Linked DNA regions of Ovis aries: region 1 is linked to region 2. The links are chromatin contacts, called in public Hi-C maps. All regions are on one chromosome and are shown on one strand. The core of a region is the stretch at or near the end of the contact, and the rest is flanking DNA. Distances in the headings are between cores, read along the strand shown. Region 1 holds the start of SMTN (smoothelin). Region 2 overlaps OSBP2 (oxysterol binding protein 2).

Evidence for each region. A called contact is a pair of places that touch in the nucleus more often than the background predicts.
Region 1: a Hi-C map of tail adipose tissue shows a contact between it and region 2, with 4 times the contacts expected there. The contact joins the promoter of SMTN here to the enhancer-like site in region 2. A contact is called at or near these places in 4 of 16 Hi-C or Micro-C datasets (liver, muscle, skin fibroblasts and 1 more).

The regions. Positions count from the first base shown.
Region 1 is chr17:69,857,352-69,862,736 of ARS-UI_Ramb_v3.0, reverse strand. It overlaps SMTN (smoothelin), which reads right to left and starts at 2,406. Exons shown (of 18, transcript XM_027956804.2): 1 at 2,266-2,406; 2 at 418-548. The coding sequence starts at 468. LOC105602949 (a long non-coding RNA gene) reads left to right here and starts at 2,539. Exons shown (of 4, transcript XR_006056751.2): 1 at 2,539-2,682.
Region 2 is chr17:69,625,130-69,630,638 of ARS-UI_Ramb_v3.0, reverse strand. All of the region lies in intron 2 of OSBP2 (oxysterol binding protein 2), which reads right to left. Among named protein-coding and RNA genes, the nearest start is that of OSBP2, 32 kb to the right of the region's middle. Within about 2 kb of position 3,133, at least 5 of the 54 cell types and tissues checked have an H3K27ac peak or open chromatin away from gene starts, as enhancers often do. A contact at or near this core is called in tail adipose tissue, where this site is marked.

The DNA.
Region 1 (5,385 bases), core at 1,157-3,656, 230 kb before region 2:
TTAGCCGCCCAGCCTGCTCCCTGCTATGCCCTGGCGTATTATTAATCATTGCTGCTACTGTTATCATTGGGCTGGCCTCCAGGGGTGGATACTGCCCAGGCTGTTGCTTGGGAGAGGCAAATCCAGCCTCCCCACACCTGTGGCTGCACATGGGCAAGTCCTCACCAGTTACTGTTTAAACAGGTGGTGGCACTGGGGGGCTGGGAGGAACAACCTCAGCACCTGGCATGGATGGGCACATGCCACCAGAACCTCTGCATTGACCACGCAGAACAGGCCTAGCCCTGTTTCCCTGAGCCCTCCCTCTGGCCCCTCCCCCATCACCTCCTCTCAGTCAGCTGAGAGATATCCTGGACAGACCCTGCCTCTCCGGCCTGGCTTGTCTGTTCTCATAGTAGAGATGATGGGACCACTTACCAACTTCCGTAGGGCTCCCTCATCCAGCCCAGCTAAGGTTTCGTCCGCCATCTGGCTGGCCCTGAGCTCCGTCCGTCCCTTCCTGGTGAGTTCCCCAGTGCCTGTGGCACCTGACGCCAGCTCAGGAAATTCTGCAGGGGATAGACGTGAGTCAGGCCTTCAGAGGCCTCCAGAAACCACAGGCACTTGGGCTCTTGTGCCTCAGTTTCCCTCTCTAACCCATGATCATGCATTGCTGTCCCATCCTTCTTATCTGTGATGTCACTCCTAGCTGGGAGGTGCCTTCTTCCCTCAGGTAGTGTGTGCTGGAAAACCCAACAAACCAAGAGGAGAAGCTCCTAGTCCAGTCACCTGGACTGCTAGCTTGCTGTGTGGCCTCAGCTGGGCCCTTGCCATATCTAAGCATCAAACAGGGACGGCAGGGACCTGGATTGTGAAGCCAGAGCCCAACAAGGCCCACCCAAGCTGTGCTCACCACCAGGGGGTGCCCGCCACACTCCATGGCTTCCTGCCCCACCCACCCATCCCCAGGGCCTGCCCAGCCCCCAGTCATCCCAAAAGCTCAGCCTCTGGCTATGGACTAAGCCCAAGCCCAAGCCCAATCCTTGCTGCTCTCGCCACTCGCACTTCCACAGGTAACCTAAGCCATTGGAGGTAACATCCTGTCTTCCAATTCTTGAGGACAGCCCTCTGCACACACCCCTCTCCACCCCTCCCCTTCCCGCCCTCCCGCGATGCCAACTGCCCTGACTTCATGAAGCCAGGTGTCCGACACCCAGCTCCTCCTGCCAATTCCCACACTTAGAATTCAGTTCCCTATCTGGAAGAGCCTTCAGAAACTGATCCGCCCAGCTCCTGGACTTTGAAAAACAGGATTGGAAAGGGCCAGAGGATTGTCGTGGGGGAAGGAGGATCCCAAAGACCCAGAGGGCAGGGAAAGGATTTAATCTTGGCCACCTCTGGCTTCTGAAGTCCCCTTCCAAAGTGCCCTCAGGCGCTCAGGACACTCCCTCTTGCCCTATTACTGTCTCTCAAAATGGCCCCCTAAATCCTGGCCCAGCTTCCCAGTGTAACTCTTTTCTTCCTCTTGCAGCCCTAACCTTTCTGGAATTTCCAGGGCCCATGGCCTGACACTCCAGAGGTGCTCAGTTACTGTACGGAGACTGAAATGGCCTCAGGATTGCCCCTGCTCCCGCTGATTCATCCCGCAGTCATCCCTTCCCCCTCCCCAGAACAGTCACTTTTCGAGTCACCTCATCCGGTGAATGGGTCTGGGGGTGTCCTAGTCCACACACTTGGGGTTCGCGGGACTCTGCCTGTTCAAGTCGCTGCTTGCTTCCCCATCCCTGTAGTCTCAGACAGGTGGCAACCGCCCAAACTCCCTCTGCTGCGGTCCTTCATGAGCAGTCATCAGACTTAGGTTCTGTGGACACTCTGAGTTCCCCCATGTCTTCTGAGGGGCAGGGGTCCCTAATGCTGAATCTGGAACTCCCAGGGAAGTCTCTTTCTCCTTAGGAATTCCCGCCGCTGCTCCAGGCCAGTCCCGTGGCTCTCTGTCACACAGTGTGGGGTCCCAAAAGTTTGTGATGGGCCTCAGAGGAACGGAGGAGCTTCCTCGGGGTTTCTGCCCCCATAGACTTACACCCCTGGAGGTCGTGGAGCCTCCTGGAGATCCGTGAGCGTCTTTACCCCGGGTTTCAGAACTTTTACCGCATGGCTTAGCGCCCCCGTGGATGGGTGGGAGCTCCCAGATCTGAGGGTCCCAGAACCCTGGGAGTCCACATATCCGGGTGCCACCCTCGGACCCGTCGGGGGTCCTGCTGCCGCCCGGAGGCCCCGCACACCCACCTCTCCGTCTGGTCCGCCCGTCCCGCGCGGGCTCAGGCTAGGTCGTTCGGGATCCAACAGATGGATGACTAGGAGCGGCCAGGCGGAAGGCGCCGCGACCGGGATCCCAGGCCGCTCAGCAACCGTCCCCGGGATTCTGCTAGCACCGCCTGTCCAGCCGCGCCAGCAGCCCCTAGGACCCCGCCCCGAAACCCCGCGCCAGCCAATTCCGGGGAGGGTCCCGCCCACACTCCCGCCCTATTGGGGAAATTCAATTTTGACTGCCACGCCCCTAGTGGAGGCCCCGCCCTTCGCGGGCCTTGGAAGTAGAGGATTGCAGTCTTGGGGCCACTGCTCTTGCAACCTTGGCTGGTCGAGTGGGCGTCGCTAGAAGGACGCAACTTTGCGCCAAAGTCGGGGAGGGCGCGCGAAGCCGGGGTAAGTGGCCCGGGATCGTACTATTCGCGGAGCCTTCGGCACAGCCTCTCTCCGCCCTCCTCTTTGTTCGCGAGGCCCTGTCCCCTCCCTCAGCTCCGCCCCCTCCTAGCTTCAGTGCCCGGGCTTGGCCGCTGCCCCCAGGCTGCTTTCAGGACACCTGGTCCAGGCCACCTCAGAGCAGGGACTAAGTGACCGGCAACACATTGACCCTACGTGGGGGCACCTCAGGGACAGCCTCAGATGGAGTAGGTCAATCACACACCACTTCCCCAGCCCACACACCTTTGCACACACATTCACCTTATCTGTCACTTCTCCCTGCCAAGCTCCTCAGGGTCGGCCTCTTGCAGCGCTGGGATTTTAAACTGGGAACACCAAGTCCAGAATCTCATTCAGTAAATGGAGGAAATTGAGGCCCTGAGAGAGCCGACATGCCCAAGACAACATAAGGAATAAATAAGGGGACCCCAGAGCTCAGACCCCCCACCCCACCCCGGGAAATACCACTCAGTCCCTTCTGCTAGAGATCAGGGTCCCTTCCGCAGGTCTCCCTGGAGACCAAAGGGAGTTGGAGCCTGGTAGGTGGCGTCTGGAGTCCTGTCTGTCAAATAATAACAATAATAATATAAACTCATTTATTTTGTACTTGCCATGTACCAGGCATATAATTCCTATGATGAACCCAAGATTACCGTCTCATTTTACAGCTGAGGACAACAAGTGATAGGTAGTGGAACTGTGATTCATACCGGAACGTTTTGAGTATAGAACCTGTGCTGTTAACCATTGTGATATGGGGTTGTGGGGAAGTGGCTTCAGCCTGTTGCATCAGGAGACTCAGCCCCACTGTCTAGAGCCTCTGTGACCATCCGCCACCACACCTCACCCCCATCTAGACAGAGGGGCAGTATCCACTCTGAGACTCTGTTAAAGACGTCAACTTATTTCACCCCCACATTCTTGAGAGGTGGTCCCATTTTACACATGGGAAAACCCCAGCGCTGAGAGGGAAGAGACTCCTTAAGGTCACATGGGAGGAGGAGCAAACAGAGCCCAATTTGGGCGCTTTAATTCGAGCAAGCCGCATCTAGTCTCTCTCTAGTCAGACTAGATGTAATTTTTAAAAATAAACTTTATTTTATTGTTACTATTACTATTTTTTTGGTTACGTGGGTTATGGGATCTTAGTTCCCTTGCTACGAATTAAACCCGGGCACTCTGGCAGTGAGAGCTCAGAATCCCAATCACTGCACCGCCAGGGAATTCCCAACCTAGATGCCCTTTTAATTTTCCAGGACGAGGGTCAGCACCCTCCAAGGTCAACTAGGTCCTATTCAAACCGCGCGCGCCCATTGGAACAGCCCCCTGGGGCGGGGCACAGGTAGGCCACCTGAGTGGCGGCCGTCTGCTCCAATGAATGGCCGTCTTCGTCCTAGCTCCGCTCCCCACCCCCAGCAGGGAGAAACGGCACGGGTGAGTCTCTGTGTGGACTTTATATGACACTCACGAGCTCACCAGTTCCTGGTAATACTGAAGATAAGCACGGGTCCCGTCCCCCCCATCCCCCGTCAAGCCCTCAGAGCTGGGGTCCTCCTCCGTTCTTACTTGCCTTCCCTTCCCATCTGAAAGGGGCGGGGCGAGATGGCGGTGAAATAAAGATCAAAGGGCGGCCCGTGAAGTCCTGGAGAAGCTTGCAGACAGAGTACAGGAAGGAGCAAAACGTCCCAAGAGGAGGACCCTGATGTTTACTGAGCACCTGCTGCATGCCTGACATGGGATTTAGCCGGTTGCAAATTGACCACGGAGCTAGATATGTATTAACCCAAATTCTACAGAGGAGGAAACTAAAGTTCACGGAAGTGAACTGAACGAACTTCCATTCAGTTCAGCTGAATGGCATTCAGCTGGTAATGCGATTCAGACTTGAGTGGAATTCTGTCCCATGCCAAAGCTTCTTTCGTTTCCCTTGCTGCCTCTAGGATTGAGGAAATCCTGGAAGACTTCTTAGAGGAGGTGATGTTGCAAACTGATCCATGAGGAAGGGTGCAAAGAAATCCATCCCACGGAGAAAAGGGAGAAAGACGTGAAAGGGTATTAGTGGCTAGGGAACAGTGTGAATAAGGCCAGAGGTTTGTAAGTGAGAAAAGGAGGCGAGAAAGGCTGTGGATAGAGCAGGAAATGGGGATGGAAGACCTTCCATTTGTGAAGGGCCCTGAATGCCAGGTGAGTAGGGTGAACACTGGGAGGCCTGGGCTTCAGTTGGTCCATCTATAAAATAAGGGTCTTGGACCAGCTCACTTGTGGCCCTCCCAGAAAGGGTTCAGATTCCTCTAGGTCCAACTCTAGACCAGCAGAGTGGGGAGTGGCTGGAACAGCTCGTGGGCCAAGGGTAATATTTGGCTCCAGTCTCTGAGTCTGAAAATAAATATTTTTACCAAGCTGGCAGTGCCAGATCCCTGCATCTCCCCGGCTTCCCCTCCCCCAATTCGGGGTCCTGCAGAGAAAGCCCAGTCCTGGGGTCAAGAAGCAAGAGGAGTGATGGGTTTTAGACCCGGCTGCAGCCCAGGTAAAATTTTCTTTCCCTTGGAGCCTCAGTTTCCTCATTTGCACAACGGGGTAGTTGTGGCCTGAGCTTTCTAAGCCCTCTCCCTATTGACTAAATAAGATACAATTCCAAGACTTCCAGGGAGACCCCACCTTGGG
Region 2 (5,509 bases), core at 1,884-4,383:
GATCGAACCTTCGTCCCCGGCAGTGGGAGTTTGGAGTCTTAACCACTGGCTTGCCAGGGAAGCACTGAGTCCTTGGATTTTAGAGAGACATGTAAAATACCTGCAGACGGGGTTTGGTTTAAAACAACAGTGGGGAAGCAGATTAGTGGTTCCCAGGAGCAGAGGGAGGTGGGGCACAGGGAGTGAGCGCTAATGGGCACGGGGCTTCCTCTTGGGGATGATGGAAGTGTTCTGGAATTAGAGGCGACGGCTGCACGACGCTGGGAGTGTGCTAAATGTCGCTAATGGTGAGCTTTATGTCATGTGTATCTATCACAATAAAAAATAATAATAACGGAGGGTTACCAGAAGATGGGATGAGGTGAAACACGATTGGCCATGAACTGATAATTGTTGGAAGGTGAGTGATACGAACATGGGGCTATGTATGGTATATGTGTGTTAGATATACATTCATGAAACATATTGGATAGCCTCCATAATAAAAAGTGATGCATATTTTTTTGGCTCAGAATGTCTGCAACATGTTGAATTTAATGAGCCATTTTCAATATTGAATATTGTGAATCTTCCCAGTGGTGTGAAATTACATATAAAATGCATCTGTATACATAAATTAATGTTTGCTATGCTATTCAGTAAAGATTTAACTATGATCATTTCTAGGTTAGTAGATTTGAGATTTTTCTCCCTTTTGTTCATTTCTCAGTATGGTTTGCACTTTTCTTTTTTCCATTCAATCTTTTTACAAAACAATAAAGGTTTTTATCTCAAAAACCGGAAATGTTTAGGAACACCCTTTTTACCTCAGGCAGTCTCACACAATGGCCCTGGGAAAATGGCAGATTCCCTACATGAGCCACCGCCCTCTGCAGTGGCCGTCTCTGCTGCTGGACGCCCCTGCCAATGATCGTTACTTACCCTCACAACCACCTGAAGACACAGGCAATGATCATCCCTTTGAGGAGCAAAGAAATAAAGGCTTAGCGAGGTTAAGGGCCTCGTCAAAAGTGACGCAATCGAAGGGACTTCCCCGGTGGTCCACTGGTTAAGAATCAGTCTTGCAGTGCCAGGGACACGGGTTCAAACCCTGGTCAGGGAACTGAAATCCCACATGCGGCAGAGCCCGAGTGCCACAACTTGGGAATCTGCGTACCTCAACAAAAGATCACACAACTTGAGAGACTGTGAACCTCAACAAGAGATCACACAACTTGAGAGACTGTGAACCTCAACAAGAGATCACACAACTTGAGAGACTGTGAACCTCAACAAGAGATCACACAACTTGAGAGTCTGCGCCTCAACAAGAGATCACACAACTTGAGAGTCTGTGCACCTCAACAAGAGATCACGCAACTTGGGAGTCAGTGCATCTCAACAAAAGATCACACAACTTGAGAGTCTGTGCACCTCAGCCAGAGATCACACAACTTGGGAGTCTGTGCATCTCAACAAAAGATCACACAACTTGAGAGTCTGTGCCTCAACAAGAGATCACACAACTTGAGAGTCTGTGCACCTCAGCAAGAGATCACACAACTTGAGAGTCTGTGCACCTCAACAACAGATCACGCAACCTGAGAGTCTATCCACCTCAACAAGAGATCACACAGCTTGAGAGTCTGTGCACCTCAGCAAGAGATCGCACATGATGCGGTAAAGATCCCGTGGGCAGCAACTGAGACCCTGAGCAATCCAAGTAAATTTTAAAAAATTGTTACACAACGGAAAAGACGAAAACTCAAATTCAAATAGGTGTGGGTGCCCTAATGTTCACAGCAGCACTGGTCACAACAGCCAGACGTAGAAGCAACCGAAGTGTCCATCGACAGAGGGATGGGTAAAGAAGATAAGGAATATATATACATATGCACACAATGGAGTATTACTCAGCCACAAGAAAGAGTGACGAAGCCATTTGCAACTCATGCGTGGACCTAGAGATTATCATCCTAAGTAAAGTAAGACAGAGAAAGACAAATAAAAAGTGACATCACTTATCTGTGGAATCTAAAAAAAAATGAACTTATTTACAAAACAGAAACAGACTCACAACCAATATAGAAAACAGTATTATGGTTATCAAAGGGGAAAGTGCTGGGGGGGGGGGCAGGGACAAATTAGGAGTTTAGGATTAGCAAATACACACTCCTATTACTAGATAAGTAACTAGTTCCCTGTCCTGTACATTCAGTATCTTGTAATATCTATAACGGAAAGGAAGCTAGAAAAGAATACACATACATATATATGTATGTATATAAAACTGAATTACTCTGCTGTATTCCTGAAACTAACATAACATTGTAAACCAACTTTCAAAATTTGTTTTTAAGTTACACAGTGACTCAAGGCAAAACTAGGATCCCAAATCTTATGCCTGCTTTACTAAGCCACATCCCTGCACACCATCATGCAAATAAGACTCAGCTATGCCCCCTGTCGGGGTGAACTTGCCCGCCTGCTGGTTCCACAGCCCCGAATACCTAGTCTTGAGCTTTGTAAGTTTCTCTCCAAATCAAAGATCAAGCTGGCAAAGGAACCCAGGAAGATGTCCCATCCCAGCTTGCCTTGGGTTCAGGTCACGTATTTTGCCACTAGCGACGAAACGAGCTGCCAACCCCACCCACGTCAGAGACTGGTGCTCATGCCCACAGATCCAGGAGTAGGTTAACATTTAAAAGGCAACAAAGCATAAGCCTTCTCAATCTGATAATTACAAAGGTAAGTGCTACTATGCCCTTTAGTTACAAAGGAAACGGTCAGTATCAGGATAATTGCCCTGGCAGGAAAAAGATGCTTAAAGCATCTTAATGGTAAGAATGGAGGGAATGCAGACAAGTAACTCTATCTTTCTGGTCAAACGACTCTGACCTATTAATCCTCATACGAAGTCCACCTCCAATACAAACATTTCAGAATGCTTATTTTTCTACTGAAATAAGGGGGCCACCTCTGGGCCATGGGCTTTTGGGCTCTGCCAGCTGGCAGAGGGTCTGTGGGACGAGTCGGAACAAATACCACCCTCGCTTTGAAAACCCAGCTCAGCCTCCCCGAGAGCTGAGCTGTCATCCTGCTCACATTCTGCGCATACATTCCAACTGGCTGGTGAGTGACCCAGTTACCCTGAGCCTCTTCCGCCAGCACCGACTTACATGAGTCCCTCAGGGGTAAGCCGCTGCCATCTGTATGGGCACAGGGTCACATCTGAATCCAAACTGTCAACACCTCTTACACAACAGAACACTGTCGCTCTGCTAAGTTCCCTTCTGGTGGCTCTCGCCTTTGCTGATGAGGATACTTGAGAACTGACTCCAACTCACGTCCCTTCCCTACCCTGCAGGCCCTGGCAAGGCCAAGCCCTCCAGGGCCTCTGTCCTTCCAGGAAGCCCTGCCCTGTGCCAATTTCTGCTTCTTCCGGAAGGGCCAGAATTCTCTCCCGGGGACACTAACTTTCCCCTTGGTTTCTTCAGACTCTGAAGAAAGCCCAGCCTTCTCAGCTGGAAGCACGTGTGTGTCCCCCTTTCTCAGGCCCTGACCCCCTTTCCTAGTTCCCACCCGACCTCTGAGTCACCAGGGAGAGTACAAGTTCCTTTAAAAAAAAAAGCCTCAGTGCACTGCATTATTAATTTTTCAGATATGACAACAGTACTTTGACTATATTAAACTTTTTTAAAAGGCATCCTTATCTTTTAGATACACACCCTGAAATGTTGACAAACATTCAAAGTGATGCAGGGTTAGGGAAGAGAGCAGAGACACAGAAACAAGATTGAGTGGAGAACTGGCGACAAGTGTGGGCCGGTTCCTGAGACTTCTGTCTGCTTCTGTTTGTCATAAGTTTTCCATAACAACCACAGGATTGTTGAAAAGTCCCATCCCCTGGGTTCTGCAGCATCCTCGAGTCCACCTGCACCCTCCTGAGGCTTTTATGCCTCTTTCAACTGGCATGTTCACTGAGCAACGACTCCACGCAAGGGGCAAAGTAAGAGCAACTGGCCCTCCTGCAAAGAGCCCTCAGGATGAGCAGGCTGGCCCTCGATTTTGACATAACCCCCCAGGGCCTCATTTCTCAAACTGAGCACAGATTTTTCCCTCCCCGGATACCAGGGTAGGCCCATGAAGTGGAGTGGGGTGAGCTGGGCTTCCTGTCCTGGCATTGCTGAGGGGAAATCTTAACTGCCCCCACCCCGTGCCTCTTACTGGATGAAGTGGCCCAGATGTGAGTCAGGGCAGAGAAGAGTTTGAGAGAGAGAGGCTGACTCATCCATGTTTCAGAGGGTTTGGGTGAGCTCAGCCCCTCTGTCCCGAAACCTGTGAGCCAAGGACTACAGGTCAGGACACGGCCTGCCTCTTGCCTGGGCTGGAAGCTTGGAGGGAAGTGCTGAGACCACCAGGGGCTTCGAGGCCTGAACACCTGAAAGCTGGACACCGCCTAATCCAAAGGACCAGAAACAGACACCCCCCCCCCCGCAAAAAAAAAAAAATCTAGGCACAGATCTGTTTATCTGCACAGAGGGCCGTGTAGCATTCTGGGGGCCCCGGGTCCACAGCCAAAGCAAGCAGAGAATTCCCATCTCGAGCTGCTGACCTATTGATGAGCAATGGCTGCCTACCCTCCTGCCCCAGCTACCACTGAATATTCATCCTGGGGCCACTAGAGAAACGGAAGCCAAACCCTCTGGTCAGCAACGCCTTTTTCACTGCTATCAGCCTCAGTGACCAACAGTTCACACCCACAGTCCCACTCTCTCAGTCCAGGCGAGGACTGTGCAGCCAGAGTCCTCGTGGAGAACGGAGCAGCATTCCCAGGACAGACACAGTCCCTCTTCTCACGGGGAGAGAAGCCTGCAGCCGCACCTGGAAGACAGGCTGCAGCCACACCTGGAAGACAGCGGCCAAGGATACAGACACCAGTGCGCCTGGTGGACCCCCACACTGCCCCTCGTCTCTCTGGATCCCGTTCATTTAAAAAAAAAATGGTAGTAAAATGTAATTAAACCCTCATTCCACAGAAAACATGCTGTTTGGAAATGGGGGAAGCAAGACGGCTGCAGGAAGCCATCCAGGAAGTCTGAGTAGACCGTGTTTCTCAAAGGAGATCCGGGGGAGCTGACAGGAGCGCTGCCTGGAATGCATATTCAAATGGGGTTTCCCGGGCTTCTCTGATGGTCTGAGGTTAAGACTTCAAATTCCCAGTCCAGGGGGCCCCAGTTCAATCCCCGGTTGCGGAACTAGATCCCACATGCCACTGCTAAGAGTTCATACGCCGCAGACTTCCCTGATGGTACAGCGGATAAGAATCCGCCTGCCAATGCAGGGGACACAGGTTCAATTCCCACTCCAGGAAGATTCCACGTGCGGCAGAGCAACTTATCCCATGAGGCACAACTGCTGAGCTCATGGTCTAGGGCCAGCGAGCTCTGACTCCACGCGTCACAACCGCTGAAGCCCTTGCGACCGGGGCCTGTGCTCCCCGAGAGTGCAAAGTCGCTTCAGTCGTGTC